Linked DNA regions of Mus musculus: region 2 is linked to region 1. A link is a contact called in public promoter capture Hi-C data. All regions are on one chromosome and are shown on one strand. The core of a region is the stretch at or near the end of the contact, and the rest is flanking DNA. Distances in the headings are between cores, read along the strand shown.

Region 1 (5,327 bases), core at 262-2,761:
GAAGTATGAATCCCATCACAAATGATTATCAGTTAGTATTGAAAGTCTTCTAAATACTTTGTTAATGTTTTAATATCAGTGATTACAGAAACACCATGATATGGATATTTGGGGTCTTTATACTCAAAACCTCAGGATACCAAATCTTATTAAAGTAATGATCGTGAGTACATTGACCCTTAGAGTTCTCCATTTACTTGGCAACTTTAAATACATTGGAACTGATCCCTTGTGTGCTCTGGCAACCAGGCAAGAACTTGTATGGAATTTTAAATGGTATACATCACACCACTATTATTACTACGGGCCACCGGAGCTACATCACACACCATTATTATTACTATGGGCCACGGGAGAATTGAAATACAAAAGAGTGCCTTTTCTCTACCGCTCTGTTATCAGAACTTACCTGCCCCGCAGCTTGCCAGGTAAAATTCATGGAGTGGATATTGACAGGAATGGCTGGCATTCTTTGTTGGGCTTTCCTGAAATCATGTGTAAAGGGGGCCATTTTCCCCTCCGAGACAATCAGAATGTCTTCTTCAAATCCTGTTGTGTAAATAATAAACAAACCTATCAAACTAGTTGCGTTTCTAAGAAACAGACGTTTCATGTAGAAAGCAAAACCCCTGGGAACCAGTGCAGGTCACTGCTTTTCATAAAGCACCTGCCTTTGATACCAACAACAGTACCAGAGTTATTTTTCCTCTCTCTGTGGTAAAAAAAAAAAAAAAAAAAAAAAAAAAAAAAAAAAAAAAAAGTGCTTACAGTGAAGTAAGCGGGTGCCACCGCTGGATTCCTGTTACAAATCTGCAGTCAGGACTAGCAACAGCAGGGCTGGGATGTTGGGTCGGCTTTGCTTTTTTGAGAAAAAAATCTCATAAGCCTCTAAATAGAGAATCCTGATTTTTAAAAAGAGGGGGCAGTCACCCTTGAAGTTGTTTTAAAACACACTCGGTGCACGTGTCTCCGCTCTAATGGAAAAACTGAGGACCACTGGGAAGGTGCAGATGCCGGACCTTACCTATGAGCACTCTAGCCTGATGGGCGTCGATCCACAGGTACAAGCTCTCCTCAGGTGGCTGCCCTGCATCCGCTCGCAGCAGGAGCAGGCAAGGTAGGATGCTCCAGAGCCGGAGCGCGAAAGCAGGGAAGGCTCTTCTCCGAGCCATGGTGCTCAGGACCTTCTCGCTGGTGGTGCAACTCCTGCCGCAGCGACCCAACCTGTGCTGCTTGTGAAGTTCTCGCCTTGGCTGCAGCTGGCGGGGCTGGAGCTGTTCCTACTTAAACGACTGGGCGTGCAAGTCTCCAGTCTCCGTTGCGAGTGAGCCTGGGAGTGCTGGAGAGGAGGGAGCAAGGAGGGAGTGGATGCGCGGCCGCGTAGAAAGAGGTGGGGGCTGGAGGGAGAGGGGGACGCAGAGACACGATGCTGGCAAAGCTGGCAATGCCAGCACGTCCCACAGCGCCAGCAGCTAGAGGAGCACACTCGAGAGGGAGGAACCGCGGGAACTGCTGGCAAAAGGCGAGCACTGAGAGCGGCCGGTGGTGTGCAGGCGGTCGCCACTAGGGAGCGCTGCGGAGCCGCGGGGGCGGGGCCGCGGTACCCGGTAGACCCCGCTCGCCTGCGCCAGGTGAATGAAAACGGGGACACAACCAAGAAACACACCCAAAGGGACTTCTGGGTCATCACTCAGGCCTCCTGCCGCCCGAAGAGACACGTGTGGATGGCCGGGGTGCTATAAACAAACAAACAAAAAAATCTGGGCTCGATTCGTGGTCAAAGATAAATTCCGTTTAACAGTGGAGCTAACGGAAAGCACATAGCCAGCCCACCCTTTCTCTTCGAACTACATTTCAGACTGCATCTCTGTGTGCCTGTCTGCAAACTCTGACTTCTCTAGCTGACAGTTTGCGCTCTCGCTCTCTCTCTCCTAGGAAGTTAAATACTGAGACTCCACAGGCTAGTCGGGCTACTGCAGGCGCTGGTCCTCGCAGGACGTTCATTTATTTCTGCACTGGACAGACACCCGACAGGTGGCGTGGTTTGTCTTCTTGATAACCCAGTTGCACCCGGAATAGTTCCCTAGGACCTCGATGATAGCTGTAATCCCTTTCCCCCCATCCCTGCTCTACGACGGTAGGACTCCCCTTAAAATTGGATTTGGGGGAAAACATTAGGAGGCTCACGCCCAGTCTCTGAAATCTTAGGCGCTTGAGGGTAAGACTGAGGGTCTGGTGGGAGAGCACTTAGCTAGCGGCGGCTTGCAGCATTACCTCTGCACGGAAGGCTTTTTTGCCTGCCTCCTTGAACGTACAGAGAAAGCAGAAACAAATGGTTTTTCAAAAACACAGAAAGTTTTCAGACCCCGGAAAAGCTTTGTTTACTTTTTTTTTTTTTTTTTTTTTTGCACCCAGTGGCTTTCTAGCAAATGCCCCCCAAGGATCTAGACTCTGGCGCTGGGCTGTGTTCCCTTCTGTCCTTTGTAGAGCGGTGGGTCTCTCAGCAGGGGATGGCAAAAACAGAAACTACAGAATAGAAGCCGGACTTGGACGCGTACATGTTCAACAAATGTTAGGTCACAAGCATATTTTTTTAAAAGAAGGAGGAATGGGAAGGGAGGAGGAGGAGGAGAGAAGGAGGAGGAGGAGGAGGAGGAGGAGGAGGAGGAGGAGGAAGAGGAGAAGAAGAGGAAGAAGAAGAAGAAGAAGAAGAAGAAGAAGAAGAAGAAGAAGAAGAAGAAGAAGAAGAAGAAGAAGAAACATGTGTTAAAACTGTGAAATCTGTGTAGGTATCTAACAGATTGGTAGGAAGGTATTGTGTTTGGGAGTTAGACACGAAGACTGTCCATTGTGACTGTGAACTCCATGAAGCTTCATTTTAAAAATTCTTCTCAGGCAGCTACTGTTACTACTCTCATTTTACTGATGGGGAACCAAAGCTTTAAAAGTCTAGTAAATTGACCGCAGATATTCAGCTGGTGAGTGACAAGAGTAGGAATTCAAATCACGATCGCTCTAACTTCAAAGCCCCTTCTTGCAAATCACAATTAAGACGGTTTGCCTCAAAAAAGCTTAACATCTACTCTTTCTTTAAAACAAAACATTTAAACTGGTTGTGGTAGCACAGGCTGTAATCTGGGGGCTAAAGAAGTAGAGGCAGAGGCATCAGGAGCTCATTGTTAATACTAATCGACATATGGAGTTTGAAGCCAGCCTGGGCTACCTGGGACTCTGTCTCAAAAAAACAAAAACAAAAACAACAAAAAACAAACAAAAAAGGATCTTTTCCCAACATTCTATTTTATTAATTAATTGTTGCAGTGAATATTAATTTATATAATGTTTTACTATATTAGGCAAACTTATAACCCTTTAATATTGTAAAAACAGTGTCATTCAGTTACAGGTAATAATTTCGCAACACAATAGACTCTTTTTGACTTGGAATGTGGTTTTCGTTGAAGGTTTTTCTTCCGTAGTATTGCTCAGACCTCCATGGCTCTTGGTGTAAGGACGCCCTCTACAGGTTGTTCTTGTCAAACGCCAGCTGAGAACTGAAAGGGGAACAAATTCTATCATAATACAGCTTCCTCCAAGTGAGGATTTTCCGTAGCAGTCGTCTTTGATGTTGAGACAGCAATTTATCCTGCTATCAAGAAATTTCCCCAATTCTGGACAATTGTTTTGTTAGGTGTGGTGGCAAATGCCTGTTATCCCCGCACTCAGAGGCTAAGGCAGGAGGGTTTCAGTGAAAATGAGGCCAGCCGAGGCTACTAGTGAATTCAAGTCCAGCTTAGACTACAGAGAAAGTAGCCTGTGTTATATCATCATTATCATCACCATCATCAGTGGCCACAGCAACAGCACCACCAATACTACCAACTACATTTTTCTGTTCACTTTTCTCCAACAGGAAACATACTGTATTTTTAGAGATACATAAAACGTTATTTAAAAATTATTGGTACTAGAGAGATAGCTAAGCCGGTGAGAGTCTTTACCCTTACTGATCAGGCGCGAGGACCAGAGTTCATATCCCTGGCAAACAAATAAAAAGCTGTCCGAGGTATTGTGCTCCTGTAACCCTAGTGCTGAGGCGCTGCAACAGGAGGATGCCTGGGACTTACTGGTGGCTAGCCTAGCTCTGGGTTAGTGAGAACTCCTGCCTCAGGGAGTAATTGAAAAGCGATTCAGCAAGACAGCTGATGTCCCCTCTGTCCTGTGTGCACCACATGCACATGTGTGCACACAAACACACACACGTGCACATGCTCACAACACACACCCATATACACACACATGCACACTCACACACAACATATACGCATGCACACACACTCACACATATACATGCTCACAACACACACTTATACACACTCACACACAACACACACAAACACTCACACACTCAAACACATATATACATACCTCACACACTCATAACACAAAATCTCACACAAACATGCTTACAATACACACTCCCCCACACCCAACATACCCATACACATTCACTCACATACACACTCACACACACACATTCACATACACTCACATACATTCACATATACAGTCACTCATACACACTCACATATGCAGTCACACACACACACACTCACTCACACCTAAATTTAAGCCAGCTGTGGTGGCACGTGACATCTTGTAATTTCAGTCCTCTGACGCCTAAATGGCTAGTTGAGCTACAAAGCAAAATCCTGTCTTAAAGAAGTCTGTGTTTGAATAACTTGGGTTTTAAGGGGGAAGAAACATGCTTTGTGTAGGCAGGTCAGATACTTAACAGTAATAGAGCGTATCTCTATAGGAAATCTATCCAAGAACTGAAATTTTATCCCCCCTTTTTAAATAAGTTTATTCATTTAGAATAGGTATGCTTTTAAAATTTTCTAATAAAATATAGTCGCATGCATGATGTTGGCTACAGTGTGTTAGGAGTTGTTGTGTTTGCTTTGAGAATTCTCCCATACATTGTCTAACCCAGAATGCTTCCTTCCCTTGTGTGATTCAGCCAGACCACTGTGTTTCTAGCCTCATTCATCTGTCTATTAATTTATTCACTCATTCCATAAGATTTACTGAATGCCCAGCACTGACCTAAAGCAAGAAAAAAACAGAACTTGAGCCCCTCAGAGCACCAGGCTCGCTAAGACGACAAGCGCCTCACAACCCTGATATAAAGCAGAGTACAGCAACTTTTGACAGAAGTTCAAAGAGGAAATCTGGCAGCTAAAATTCTGAGCATTTTTTTCACAGCATTACAGCATTCCCAGAATCCTCGGGGGTTGCTATGTACTCTGCACAGGCCCTGGGAT
Region 2 (4,672 bases), core at 1,133-3,632, 95 kb before region 1:
CTGTGTGTGTGTGTGTCTGTGTGTAGATGATGTAGATGTAGATGTAGCTGTAGCTATAGATGATGTAGCTGTAGCTATAGATTATATATATGTGTGTGTGTGTGTCTGTGTCTGTGTCTGTGTGTCTGTGTGTGTAGATGATGTAGATGTAGTTATAGATGTAGCTGTATTTGTAGCTGTAGATGTAGCTGTATCTGTAGATGATGTATACATATGAGTATGTGTATGTGTGTCTGATGTGTATGTGATAGGTATATGATGTATACACAGGCTTACCTATAATATATATTCATACACACATACAGTGTGTGTGTATATATATATATATATATATATATATATATATATATGGTAGATAATTGTATGATTCCTTCTGGCTGTTTTAGACCTCCTTGCTGTCATTTTGTCCTCCTCCTGTGTTTATTTATCTTCATTTCCTTTCCCTAATTAAAACTTCAGCCCATTTCTCACATCTCTCTGAATGTACTCAATCTTGTGTGATCCACTCTTGAAAACAAACAAACAAACAAACAAACAAACAAACAAACATCAACTTGGCACAGCAGGTAAAGGCGCCTGCCACCGAGCCTGACAACCCGAATTTGATCCTTGGGACCCACTTGGGAGAAAAGGACTGATTCCCTCAAGTTGTCATCCGACCTCCACAAGAACCCCAGCCAGCCCACACAAAATAAGTAATAAAATCAAAGTTAAAACGTTCTACCTAAGCCAGAACTACACAGAGAAACCATGTCTCAAAACAAAACAAAACAAAAAACCAACCAACCAAATAAACAAACAAACAAAAGTTCTACCTGTGATAAGGTGGCACACACTCTGTTTGTCGTCTGCCTTCCTGAATTTGATCTTCATTCTCAGTTGTGAGGTTTCTGTTTTGCATTCGGGTCTGTGGGTCTTCTGTTGGCAGAGTGTCAGTCAGTTAGGTTGGAGCAAGTGACACTTAAGAGATCATGTTCTGAGAAAGAAAAATATCTGCAGGGTTGACCACTGAACTCAGCCCTGAAACACAGAGGCTCCTGGGTAACAAATGCTATTATCTAAAAGAAGGGATGGCATCTTGGCTAACATTTAGGTTGAGTGGGTAGCAGTAACCAATGGGCACCCTGGAGACCCACTCCAGGCACTGCCTGATCCACCCCATAATGCTGCATAAACTCACCAGCATAGTATAATGTGATCCATCTTGGTGGGTACACATATGTGAGACTACACGGCACATGTGTTCTTTCACAAGTGGAAGCCAGAGGACAACTTTAGCTGTCACTCTTCAGGCACTGCCTACCCTTTTTAAAAGTCAGGGTTCTTTCTTATGGCTGTCGGGCACACCCTGGGCACCCTGTCCCTGCCTCAGTTGTGCTGACAGTAGAAATGCATGTCACCCTGCTGAGATTTTAAAACCTCAGTCCTGGGGCTCAGATGCACATCATCACCGTGCTGGGCTGAGTTCTGGGGTTCAAACTCAGGTCTTTGTTCTTGTGAGGAAAGCAGAAAACTGGAAAGTGCTTTTAGCCACCTGCCTGGCCAAATATTTTACATTTTTGCAGCGGAATTTTCTCTCTACCAAATGTGACTAGGAGAAACTGAGCAGGGACCACTCTTGCCCAGGTAATTAACATAATATTTGTCCCCAGGGCCATTTTATTTTATATATAATGTTATTCACACGTAGCTAACTTTCTGAAGACCTGGGTAGGAAGCTTGCATGCCAGCACAGGTACTTTCCTGAGTCTGAGCGACTACTGAATCGCTACGAGCACATGCTGGAAAGAGAGCTTGCTCTCCAGTGCCCGTTAGAGCTCAGCTCTCGGTCTCTGTATGCTGCACACGGGTGCTCTGTGGAGTGTCAGCTCCTCAGAAGGTGGATTGATAAGACTGCTAAACTGCTTCTAAACACGACATTCTCTTACATGTTAAGATTCTTACAGACATTTTCCCATCCCCACAATCTCTCTCTATGTCTCTGTCTCTCTCTGTCTCTCTGTCTCTGTGTGTGTGTGTTTCTGAAATTAAAGTAAATCTCTCTTGGCATGTGGCAACCCCATCGGTTGCACAATAGATCCACACAAACTGCATTCCACAGGACAAGTGTTTATCTCCCCTCTCCCGCTTCCCAGGGCTCAGGTAACTCAGCAGCACCTCGGGTAACTGCACTTTGCTCCCAAAGGCTCCCACCGCACATTTTGTTTCTTGCTGAGCCCTTAGGTTGTCTTTGGAGCCCTTTGCCTTTCCACCTCCCTGAATGCCATGAAACAGTTTACTGGAGCGGAATTGCTTTCATGTGTCGGCTTTCTCCCGTCATGGCCTTTTCTGGCTGGTTCCTTGGCGGCGTGGCTGGCTGTTGGCATGCACTGTGAGGCTTCGGTAACTGGGCAAGCCGTTAGGAAAGCCAGACAGATTTTCCCCTCTACAGCCAGGACTTCCTGGCTCCTCTGTACAGGACTTGGCTAAACAATGAGGATCGAGGGAGGAAAACAGTAAGCCACTTTTGTCTTTAAAACAAAATTAAAGCATCACTTAAGCTGCTGCCATTTCATAGCTGAGGGCAAGATGCTTTAAAACCCAAGCCGGGAAGTGTGTGTGTCTGTGTGTGTGTGTGTGTGTGTGTGTGTGTGTGTGTGTGTGTGTGTGTTTCCACACACTTGGATGCCAGAGGTCAAACTGGGTGTCCTTCCTCAGGAGCTATCCATCTCATTTCTTTTATAATTTTTATTTATTTTATTTTTAAACAGTCCCTCTTTTTAAAAAAAGATTTATTAATTTATTATGTGTAAGTACACTGTAGCTGTCTTCAGACACTCCAGAAGAAGACATCAGATCCCATTATAGATGGTTGTGAGCCACCATGTGGTTGCTGGGATTTGAACTCAGGACCTTTGGAAGAGCAGTCAGTGCTCTTACCCACTGAGCCATCTCCCCAGCCCCATAATTTTTATTTCTAAAACTGCATCTGTGTATTGATTTTGTGTGTGTGTGTGTGTGTGTGTGTGTGTGTGTGTGTGTGTGTGGTGTGTGTGTGTGTGGGGTGTGTGTGTGTGTGTGTGTGTGTGTGTGCATCATGCCGGTTCATGTGCCATGGTGTGCATGTGGCAGTCAAAGAATGATGCTCTGGAGCCGGCTCTCTCCTTCCGCCTTTACGTGGGTTCCAGAGATCAAACTCAGCTCTTTAGGCTTAAAGGCAAGGGTTGTTAATGTGGTGAACCCTCTCATCGGCAGCTACCTTATTTTCTCCAGTCTCAATCTGAGCAGTTCATTTGAAACTTGTTGGACTAGGCTGGCTGGTTGGGTGGTGGTGGTGGTGGTGGTGGTGGTGGTGGTGGTGGTGGTGGTGGTGGTGATGTGTTTATAAAAAGATAAAGAAGTAGAATGTGTTCAATGGGGGTGTGGTGAGGTGTGGAGGAAGGGGGTGCCGCAGCGAGCCCATGCCGAGGCATCCCTTCCCCTTGAGGGACCAGCCACAGGTAGGTATAGTATAGAATAGAGTTTATTCAGGGCATGGGGAGGGGAGTTAAGTGGGTAGTAGAGGCAGAGAGGGAGAGAGTGGAGAAGTAGAGGCCGACCATGGCCACATGGAGGGGAGGAGGGAAGGGGATGGGGAGAGACGGGGGACCAAGAAAGCAAGAGGAAAGGGGGGGCCGGAGACAAGCAGCCCCTTTTATAGTGGCCAGGCCTACTATATAAGGCATCCCTTCCCCTGAGGGACCAGACACACACTAGTATAGTATAGAATAGAGTTTATTTAGGGCATGGGGAGGGGAGTTAATAAGGTAATAGGGGCAGAGAAAGGCAGAGAGGAGAGAGGAGAGAAGTAGGGGCTGGCCATGGCCACGTGGAAGAGAGGGAAAGGGGGGGGGGTGGCAGAAAGAGAAGGGGAAAAAGAGGGAGAGGGAGGGGCATTCCCCTTATTTATATGGTAAATGACATAACACAGGTAAAGGTGGGAGGTGAACCAAGTGGATTCTGGGAATATGGTAGCTGTTGTCTTGGTAACAGATCTGTAGGTCTCACTGTCGCCTATATGATGTCATAGGTTTTGGAGGTCCTGATGCCAAAAAGGAGCATACCTGGCTGTTGCCAGGTAACTGTGGGGTGGAGCTTAGGCAGAATGCTAACAGGGGGCCAGGAGTCTTTCCCTATTTCCCTTGGGGGAGTGGTGGTTCACGTGGTCGGTCACCACCACCCCCAGCTTTGAACAAAAGTTCTGGGGATTGGCGTCATGTCTGTGTGCTTGCACAGTGAGCACCTTGAGCTCACTGTGCTACCCCCAAGTCCCTGATCAGGGTCATTTTGGGAAGACTGGCTGCATGGCATCCTCACCTAGACCAGCATCTGCGTAAACTTTTGCCCTTTCTGCTGCTGTATAGCAGTTTAGGAGCAGATATTCAGACTCCTTCGTGAGATATTGCTAATGGCAGAAGTTTCTGGAAATTTCTGCTTACGTTCCAAGATGCTAGTTTGGGAGAGGGGTTAGAAACTGAGACAGACACCTCTTCAGACATCTTGGAAACAAATGACAGATTAGGCTGGAGTTGTCATTAGAGCCCGAGACGAAACTTATTCCATCCTGGAAACTAAACAAGTTAGGGAGAAGTGAAAAAAAATCTAAATATAATTTATGGACGTAGAAAAGAAATGGTGAATTAGCGGGACTAGG

The links. Promoter capture Hi-C pulls out the DNA fragments that hold promoters and counts their contacts.
Region 2: a contact with region 1 is called in a promoter capture Hi-C map of liver, with 2.0 times the contacts expected there. The contact joins the enhancer-like site here to the promoter of Wif1 in region 1. A contact is called at or near these places in 3 of 39 promoter capture datasets (3T3-L1-derived adipocytes, embryonic stem cells and liver), 3 of 484 Hi-C or Micro-C datasets (LSK cells, nephron progenitors and undifferentiated spermatogonia), 1 of 115 datasets of contacts at active chromatin or transcription factors (embryonic stem cells) and 1 of 9 other capture datasets (liver).

Annotation. Positions count from the first base shown.
Region 1 is chr10:121,030,188-121,035,514 of GRCm38.p6, reverse strand. It overlaps Wif1 (Wnt inhibitory factor 1), which reads right to left and starts at 1,511. Exons shown (of 10, transcript NM_011915.2): 1 at 1,025-1,511; 2 at 410-549. The coding sequence starts at 1,172.
Region 2 is chr10:121,126,866-121,131,537 of GRCm38.p6, reverse strand. No RefSeq gene overlaps it. Among named protein-coding and RNA genes, the nearest start is that of Gm10741, 33 kb to the left of the region's middle. Within about 2 kb of position 2,382, at least 14 of the 459 cell types and tissues checked have an H3K27ac peak or open chromatin away from gene starts, as enhancers often do. A contact at or near this core is called in liver, where this site is marked.